2 separate regions of the Mus musculus genome follow, and region 2 is linked to region 1. The links are chromatin contacts, called in public HiChIP or PLAC-seq maps. All regions are on one chromosome and are shown on one strand. Each heading gives the region's core, a stretch centred on a gene start, on an enhancer-like site or on the middle of the called end of the contact. The rest is flanking DNA. Distances are from core to core; before and after follow the strand shown.

The links. HiChIP or PLAC-seq counts read pairs in DNA pulled down with a chosen protein or histone mark.
Region 2: a contact with region 1 is called in an H3K27ac HiChIP or PLAC-seq map of microglia, with 5 times the contacts expected there. The contact joins two enhancer-like sites. A contact is called at or near these places in 1 of 484 Hi-C or Micro-C datasets (trophoblast stem cells), 2 of 115 datasets of contacts at active chromatin or transcription factors (bone marrow-derived macrophages and microglia) and 3 of 9 other capture datasets (adipose tissue, embryonic stem cells and liver).

Annotation. Positions count from the first base shown.
Region 1 is chr8:108,614,195-108,618,859 of GRCm38.p6, forward strand. It overlaps a transcript of Zfhx3 not described here. Among named protein-coding and RNA genes, the nearest start is that of Lncbate1, 32 kb to the left of the region's middle. Within about 2 kb of position 1,802, at least 2 of the 459 cell types and tissues checked have an H3K27ac peak or open chromatin away from gene starts, as enhancers often do. A contact at or near this core is called in microglia, where this site is marked.
Region 2 is chr8:108,898,269-108,903,123 of GRCm38.p6, forward strand. All of the region lies in intron 4 of Zfhx3 (zinc finger homeobox 3), which reads left to right. Among named protein-coding and RNA genes, the nearest start is that of Mir3108, 36 kb to the right of the region's middle. Within about 2 kb of position 3,128, at least 20 of the 459 cell types and tissues checked have an H3K27ac peak or open chromatin away from gene starts, as enhancers often do. A contact at or near this core is called in microglia, where this site is marked.

The DNA of each region.
Region 1 (4,665 bases), core at 552-3,051:
ACCCTATTCATGGGAATTTGGAGAATTTAGATGAGAGCTAGAGGTATAGTTTTTCAGCTCCACATATAGAACTCACCACATGTTTTCTCAAAGTCTGTAGAGTAGAACTGAGCTGACTCTACTTTGTGCACTTTAGTGGGAGGAAATCTGTGGTTTGATTGTAGCTATTCCCTCCATTCTTATATCCATGCAGACATCACTAATCAATTGCAGACACCCATTGTCACTAACCAGGCAGCAGCTTCTGTTTCCTAATATTAGGTTCCAAGGATCCCAGATTTCCTCAAAGCATTCTTCCAACTTGACTCTGACAGGTTCAGCTAGGAAGTCTTTCCTCAATCTACTAGACATTCTCTATATTTGACTCCTCCATTCAAATTGCTATCCTCTTTCAAGGCCCCCTTTAAAATATCTGACCTACTTAACAAGGCTTCTCAATCACTTCTTGTTGCTGCTGTGTTTTTTTATTTTAAGATTTATTTGTTCTTATGTGTCTGAGTGTTTTGTTGTATGTCTATATGTGTACAAGGTATGTGCAGTGTCTGCAGTTTCCAGAAGAGGACATTGGATGCCTGGAACAGAAGTTATAGACAGACGGTTGTAAACTGTCATGTGGGTGCTGGGAACTGAACCCAGGCCCTCTAGAAAAGCACTTTTAACTGCTGAGCCATCTCCCTAGCCCCTGGTATTATTATAGGTTTATCTTCATACTATTTGACTCTTTCCAAGGTAACATAATTCATTGCAGAAATTTTATAAACTATAGTATGCAGGAAAGTAGAAAAATTAACTTATTAGTAATGTATACTGATATATAAATGTCCAAACAAAATATATAAATATTTCTTGTTTTTATTGTAAAATATTTAAGTACAAGGGCTCCAGATATAGCTCAGAGATAGAGCACTTAATTGGCTACATCAAATCCATATATATAGTCATTTGTTATTAAAATATATTATATATATAGTCATTTGTTATTAAAATATATTATATATAGTCATTTGTTATTAAAATATATAGATATGATTACATCCAAAGTGAGTGGATTTATACTATATGGTATGTAAGGTACACCTTAATAAAAAGATTGTTTGTCATCAGACATATTGATGCAAATCTTTAATCCAGGCACTAGAAAGGCAGATCTCTATGACTTTGAGGCCAACCTGATATACCTGGAGAATTCATAGTGAGGCACTGTCTCAAAAGGACAAAAACAAAATTGCTCTATACATTGTAGAGCATACAGAATTTGCATTCCAGCTTCATATGTATTTATAAATAAAAATATAGGTCTCATATTTTATGTTCCCTATAAAGCAAACCCTTAGATCCAAGGCATGCAGTTGAGTAGTCTTGAAGCATAACTATATTTCCAATATTGTGTGTGTGTGTGTGTGTGTGAGAGAGAGAGAGAGAGAGAGAGAGAGAGAGAGAGAGAGAGGGCAGCAAACACTCCTAATCACTGAGCCATCTCTCCAGCCCCTGTATTTCCAGTATTCTGATGATATCTCAAGGTGTTTGCCCCCCTTTCTTAATGTTTTAATTACAACTGGGATATAATCATTGTACTAAGTGATTCGTCCAATTAAAGGACACTATTCGAAGAGTGTCAATGGGTTCACAGGGCTGTGTGGTCGTACTACATTCCCTGTTCAGATATTACTGTCATCTTCATCCAGCGGGAACTCTCTTTCACGTTCCCATCTAACCCCCTCAGGCCTAGGCAACTTCTGATCTACTTCCTGTCTCTGGACACTTCTGTATAGAGAGCACATCCTATAAATAGAATCATTTAGTATGTGCATATTTGACTGGCTGCTTCCTTAGCCTGGTCCTCTGTGTCACAGCCTTCTGCCAATCATTTTTACTGCAAGGTAATATTCCATTGTATTCGCCCATATTATTCTGTTAATAATTTCTGTTTCATTTTCATACTCCTGAGGGTGATCTACATGTAACTCCAGTCAGGATGGTGTTCATGTTTCACGTCTGTCCATACGTCAGTTGCCCCCATCGTTACTTTTGCTGAATTAGGATGAATTTACAGAAAAATCCAGTTGAGTTCAATGGGTGTATATTGAATATTGAAATTTGCAAGTTTTTTTTCTTTGCTAGAAAGTGCTGAAGATATGAAGGTCAATGGATCTAGACTTCTTTATAGACTATGGACAACAAATTATAGCTGTCAGTCACTCTGATATCACCCGCCTCTAGCTGACTTACATTTATCCATATGTAAATGTATTGGTGTCTTTCAACCTTGCTTTGTGAGTTTCTGATTATACCATGTTGTTTAAGTCACCCGGAACAGAAACTGTGGGTTCTATTTCTAGTCTAGTAGAGTAATGCAGTGAAAATTAGAGCAGTGACCATGTACTGTGCCCTTTTTCATATTAATATGCAAAACAGTGTTTAAGGGAGGCACGACTTTCACTAATGACTTTCACTAATGACTAATAACAACCCAAGGGTCAGAATGATTCAAGGCAAGTTGCTGGTGAGAAACATGGGTAAGACTTGAACCCAGGGCTGACTTCTTCAAAGCTTACACAGTTGACTGATGGGCCAGAATATCCCCAACTATATAGAGGACGTCCTTCGCTGTCAGGAGGTCACACAGTTCAGATGGTCCTCTGGGCAGCAAAGCTGTATCTTTATCTGGTAACCTGTGCTGATCTATGATAATGAAGAGGTGTAACCAAAAAACCCTGAAGCCTTCATTCATGGGCATTTGTAGCTGTGTGGATTCTGATATTCGGTTCATGGTAGTGGTAAATATGGCTTCTTAAAGGGCTCCCTCTGCCGCAGACAAGAAGACATGAGATAGCATTTTTGGAAGTGACCATTTAGTAATCTCAATATAGAAAATACACTTAGGGGGCTAGAGAGAAGGCTCAGCAGTTAAGAGCACTGACTGTTCTTCCAGAGGTCCTGAGTTCAAGTCCCACCAACCATATAGTGGCTCACAACCATCTGTAATAGGATCTGATGTCTTCTGATGTGTCTAAAGACAGCTACAGTGTACTTATTTAGGAACTACTTAGCCTAACAGGTTCGAGGGACCAGAGCAGTCTGTCGTATCATAGAGTCTGAAAACTTGGGCTTCCATGATTGTCCAGCGACTTTTCCAAGACAAGCATGACTACTTTGCTGTCACTTCAACAATAAGGCAGGTTACAACTGTTCGTCTGCTTATGGAGATGTTCGACATATACTAAATAATAATTATTGTTTCTTTCCTAGTCACTGACAGGATAGAATCCTGGGTGAAGAGCTTGGAACATCTAATTAATTCATTGGCACTGAAACAAAATTGCAGGCTGAAAAGTTAATTGTGAAACAGTCAGAGACGGAGAGGTAGGAAGGTGTTTTGAGTAGTGGTGTCGTCCTGAACTCCACGTAAGAAAGAGAATAATAAACACCAGGTAGGCAATGTAGCACACACTGGGAATCCCAGCACCAGAGAGGTGGATGTGGAAGGATCAGAATTTCAGGGTCATTCCCCGAGGCATAGCAAGTCTGAAGCAGTCTGGCCTACACAGCAGTGTCTAAAACAAAACAAAACAAAACAAAACAAAATCAAATAAATCCATTACATGTACCGACAACTCTATGAGCTGCCAAAAATAGTGAAGCAGGAGAGGCCTATTTAGCTGTCACTGGGTGGACATCATTCAACTATTAGTTGAATGACAGACAGCCCAGGATATGTGTCCAGTGTGACTAGCTGCGTTAATTGACCAAAAAGTGTTAGTGTTACACAGAATAGTTATCTTGTTTTTCAGTACTTGGTATTCAACCTAGAACATCTTCTATGTTAAGTAAGCACTCTCCCTCTCGGCTGCATCCCCAACCCTTGTTTGGGGATGTTTAGAGCAATGTGCAAATGATATTTACAGCATGAACAAAGTCCCAAGTACTAGTAATAATTACAGAATAATTGATGTATCAATTCATATTATTATGTTAACCTATTCAAATGAAATATTAATACCGTTAATATAATTGGTAAATGTTATAATATTATAATAATTGATGGCATGAACATCTGTGCTAATTATAATATATTAACATAATAAAAATAAAATATGTTAATGTAGTTAAAGTAACTGTGAGGCAAGCTTTATATTAGGTCTCACACACATATGTATAGTGTGTGTGTATTTGTGTATATATACATATATATACATATATATATATACATTTGTATGCGTGTATAGTGTATGTAAACGCACAAATGCATGCACATGTATAAACATCTCATTTAACCCTTATAAACCGACTCTGAGGGCATCAGATCCCCTAGAACTGGGGATTCAGGCTCCATTGTGAGCTTCCATGTGGGTGCCGAATAGCAAGTGCAGCTTCTCTCTGAGAGCGTCCAGTTCTCCTGACCTCTCAGCCTTCTCTCCAGCTCCAGCCACTCTGCCCATGTTTCAATACTGAGTTGTTAGCTTAGCATGCAAAGTGCTTGGTTTCGTCAAAGCCTCTACATACATGTCCTCACACTTTGTCCTCTGTCCCTCTCTTCCCCTCCTGCCCTTCCCCATCCCCCTGTAGACAATCCCTCTCTAATGCCAATTAGAGTAGCACAAAGTCCAGGGGTTTTCAGTCACACACAGCCTGTCTATACCACTTAAGTCATCTCTTAAGAGACTG
Region 2 (4,855 bases), core at 1,878-4,377, 290 kb after region 1:
AGAAAAGGGATGCACAAAAGGATCTGCCATGGTGGCTGATGTATGTATCTTTGTGCCATTACAATCCTGGATTCCCCTGCCGCCATCTTGAATCCTACTCTCATTCCTCGTGTTATCCTCTCAGCTGCCCCGTGCATGTTTTTGGCGCCTGGTGACCACTGCTGGCTTACCAGGCATCGAGACATGTCTCAGTACGACACCAAGCCTAGGCAGCGGGTGGGTGGTAGTCCCCTTCCCATGTGCATCTCTTCACCCTGGAGCCGGCTTTATCAGACTCACGTGTATTTATCAGCATATGGTAGCCTTTCTGTGGGGAAACTTTTTGGGGGCCTCCATGTGAAGAGGACTGCAACCAAGGCCAGATGCCATGGTAGTTGGGCCCAAGGTAGTGTGTGCTCACAGGAAGATGTAATGAGAAGGAGGAAGAGGAGGAGGAAAAGGAGGAAGAGAAGTCGGTGGCCGTGTGTTCAAAGACTCTGGCCCTGCAGTGGCCAACAAAACCTGTCAGGCCTTGGCCTCCAGAACCTGTGTGACCCTTGCCTTCAGTCACTGCTCTGGCTGGCCTTCGTGCCTAGGGTAGGTGTCACAGGTGAACAGCCAGTGGGCTGACAATAGATGGCAGGGGAGTGTGCTCCCCTGTAAGCCACAGTGGTAGTTGTAAAACATAACCAACCATTAGAAACATGTGCCTTGGCATTAGCCCTGTCGGCCCCCAGCCTGTGCCCTTCACCCGTCCCTGAGCCTCTCTCAGTCTCAGTTTCCTCGTCTGTGGAACGGAACGGTGGATTGCATTACTTCAGCCAAGTGGATGCTGTGTGGCTACCGTGTCCCCCATCAGGCACAAGTGTATGTCACCTAGCTGGGCGTGGGGCTGGTTCTCATGGTAGTGATAAAGGACAGGGAGCAAGCGAGCGCATCACCGTCGCTGGGTTAGCCCCCATGTGCCCAGCTGCCTGTATCCTCACTCTGCAATTAAAGCTTCTGTGACCAGGTCAAAGAAAAGGCTCCGTGGACAGGCGGGGTGAGCGGTGACCTGCAGGGACCAGGTGAAGAGCCCATGTGGCTGGGCTGGGCGTGGCTGGGCTGGGCGTGGCTGGGCGTGGCTACAGCCCCTGCCAGCCCGGCAGCCGTCCCTGTGCATGTGATTACCTCATTGTGGAACCATTCATTGACTTGGCTGCACCATGCTGATGAACTGAGACCGAGGACAAGAGCTCCTAATTGAGGGAAATAAATTCCCATCACAGGCCTGTCTGCGGCCAGGAGTAAGGACACACTGCATTGGGTCTGCACAGTGTTGGGGTGGGGATGCAGGTGTTTGTGTGGATACAAAGAGACAGCCTCCCCCACCCCCGCCCCCTTCCAGCCTGCATATCCATTGGGTATGGTGGTCGGAAGAAGGATGCAGGGGGCTGTGGTCCTGCCTCTGTCTCCCACTTGATGCCTTAGTTCCAGGAGGAAGTCTCGTGTGTGTTTGCACACTGCCGTCTTTCTGTGCACCTGCAGGGCAGGCACCTAACATGGCCTCCCTCAGGGTTCCCCACACCTGTGTTGTCTGTCATTTGCTCCATCTCTCTGTGTGCTTGCTGGCCTTCAGCTCTGTGCTCTTCAGGTCTCCCTCTTTGAAGACACTGAAGGGACACACCTCATTGCTGCCTTCCTCAGTAGAAGTTGTGTTTTGAAATGAGGCAAGGTGTGAGCAGGGTTGCTTTCCCAGTTATTCATCCACTTGCAGACGATTCAACAAAGAACTAGGCCTGGAAGTACTGACCACGGGAGCACTTAGCAAGACCTTAAGACAAAGAATTTAGGAACAGAGGGCTAGAGAGATGGCTCAGTGGGCAAAGTGCTTGCCATGCAAACCCAAGCCTGGTTCCCAGCACCCGTGTAAAAAACGGGGTGAAAGCAAGGTGCTGAGGTATGTACCCACATTCCTGGTGCTAGGGAGGCAGAGGCAGGAGGTGGAAGATTTCTAGGACTGAAGGTGAGCTCCAATTTCAGAGAGAGGCCGTGTCTTGAAAAAGGCAGAAAAGCTATCGAAGACGCTAGACAGTGTCTTTGGCTTCCACATGTACACATGAAGATGTACCCTCCACACCGCCATGAGCCACAAAGACAGACACACAAGAGAATCTAGGGATGAGAATCATTTTCAGAAAGCTGAACCAAAGAGTCCCACGAGCAGCCGCCCACGTTAACACGCCTGACCATCTCGCGACCGTGGATTTCCTAAGATGGGCAATGCGGGTCACCAGCCTCCGGTATCCCAGGTTGGCCGTTCCGAATCAGTTGTTTAGTTCCCAGTGAAGAGATCCCCCCTCCGGTGCTGTCTGGGTCGTAAGAGACATTTCCTGGAATGCACAGCCCATGTGCTGCCCACATAATGGCTGGGCCAGAGAGGAAGGTTGCCTCAGTTACAAAGAAGCACGGGCGGCGTACAGGCAGAGCAGAAGAGAAAAGGAGAGCCCTCACTTGACACCCTGTGACCCCAGCTGGTGGAGCTGAATGCTGGAGAGGCAGGGCTGGAATTGCAGTCACTTTAGATTATTTGGAGTGAGGAGAGGCAGGGAAAAAAAGGGTCTGTTGACTACAGGAAGCTGAATTCTTCCCCTACTGAAAAGCTTATTAGCGGAAGGGGAAAAACAATTACTTGACTTTGCCGGGCTCTCCGCGGCTGGGACTCGGGCCTGTGGCAGCAACCCTGCCACCCGAAGCCTTGGACTTACCCCGGACCTAGAGTGCTTCTGGGATCCACCCTTCCCGAAAAGATCATGGAGACATAAAAAGGGGAGGGGGGTGCAAGCATTGTCCTTTGTCCTGGCTTTAAAGCCTGGTAAGTTTCCGGCTTAAATGATATCTGGGATGTCATTTTCCAGCGGGGCAGAGAGTGAGGCACTATTTCATTTGCCTAGAAACTCAAATATCTGGGGTGTTGGGGGCCAGCCCTGTTTCTGAGTGCAGGCTTTTAGGTTTGTCTCTGGTGAGCTTGGTTCTGATTCCTGTTTGTCTTTTCTCTGAAAACACTGAGTCGCCGGCTAGAGACTCCCTGTCTCCACGTGGCTCCCTTCATGAGCAGAGCAAAATGCCAGCCTCCTCCTTTGGTCACGTGATCCTTGCTTGACTTGAGCGCTGTCCCCTCCTCCCCTTTATGGCCCTCATCTTCCAGTGAGCTCCCTTGATGACCAGTCCGTCTCTGAGCCTATCTCTTGTCGTCACTTCCTCTAAACAGAATTCCTCCTCTACACGCATGCAGAGCCCGCGGGTGACCGGGTTTCTGCAAACCGTCCTTTCCCTCCCCAGTGTCTTATGCTCGTGTAACACATGTTCTCTCCTTCGGACCACGCTGCTTATTTACTCTTTTTGACTTTTCTAAATGAGAAAGAAGTCTCTGATTTTGCTCAGCCCCCACCCCCACGCCCTACCCCGCAACTACAGCTACCCATTTTACCTAGATACCTCTTTGGCCCAGCAGCGCTTGTCTGCTGTCTCTTCAACCTCCTCACTCTTTCTCAAAGGCCCGGTGCATCCTATCTTCTCTCAGGACACTTCCTGTTTCTGACTCTTCACTGAAGTCCTTTAGTATCTCTGTCAGTCCATAGGGTATTAGCACCTTTTGGAGAGAACTCTGTATGCTTTCTTAATTGAAAAATGTTTTTATTTTATTTTACGTGTGTGTGGGGGGGTTGGGGTGTGTGTGTGTGTGTGTGTGTGTGTGTGTGTGTGTGTGTGTACCATGTGCATACAGTGCCCATGGAGGCCAGAAGTGGGTACTGGATTCCTGGAACTGGAGTTACAGGCAGTTGTTAATCACCATGTGGATGTTGGGAACCAACCCCCAGTCCTTAGTCAGAGCAGCAAGTGGCCGCACCAACTGAGACACCTCTCCAGCCCCACCCATTCTCCACATTTTAAGATCCACTCTCCTCTAGTTTCCCCTTCACTGGCTATTGTCCATTCCCCACCCCTTTCTACATAGTGGTGGCACTGAGTATGTGGCGGGGTTGGGTATCTTTCCTTGTCCGCTTTTTTTGGACACTGTCCTCTCTGACATTGCTTGGAGCCTCGGCCGTTTGATTCCCTTCCTTCTTACAAGCCCGTGCCAGACCATGAAGCAAAACCTTCCCTTGGTCTGCAGTCTCTTTCCCTTACTCTCTTTGTGCTAAGGGTCCATCTTCCCCTTGGAAAAAGTGGGAAGGATCCCACATGAGGTATTTTCCCCATTGCTAGAGTTGTAGAACATTCGCCAGTTTCGGCGCTTACACGAAGGACCTCAACACCCCGGGTTAGCGATTGAAAAGAAGCTTTGTGCTCCAAACCACCATCCGTTACACGCGCGTTTAGTACCAGTTCTTTGTCACCTATACTTTGTCACAGACCTATCCTTTTCATCCCAAATCGTCTCGCATCTCACGGGCCTTGTTTTGTCTTTGGGGTTGAGTATTCCCTCTTCCAGTGCCACCCCCACCCCACCCCACCCCACCCCAGCACTGTAGCATATAGGTGTAAGCCTCCATATTGGCTAACATTTACTGTAGTGTTGGCTGTGGGTGAGGATCACTGCTCTTTATAGCTGTGTGCTGAGATGTGGTGCTGTGCGGGCTGGGGACAGCAGTGGGATCTGTTGCTTCCCAGAGATGCCAAGCCTTTCTTAGAGCTCGGAAACTCCTTCTCGGAAGAGACACCCAGCACGTGAGCTAGAATCTTAAGGCTTGATTTAAAACACAGCAGCAGTGTGGGAAGACCAGAGGAGGAGCTGCTGTGGGTAGCGTCTCTGTGAAAGAAGGCATGGATGTGGGTTACCATTTTGCCTTACACCCTAGACAATACTGTTCTATTGTATAGGATCCAAATCGAC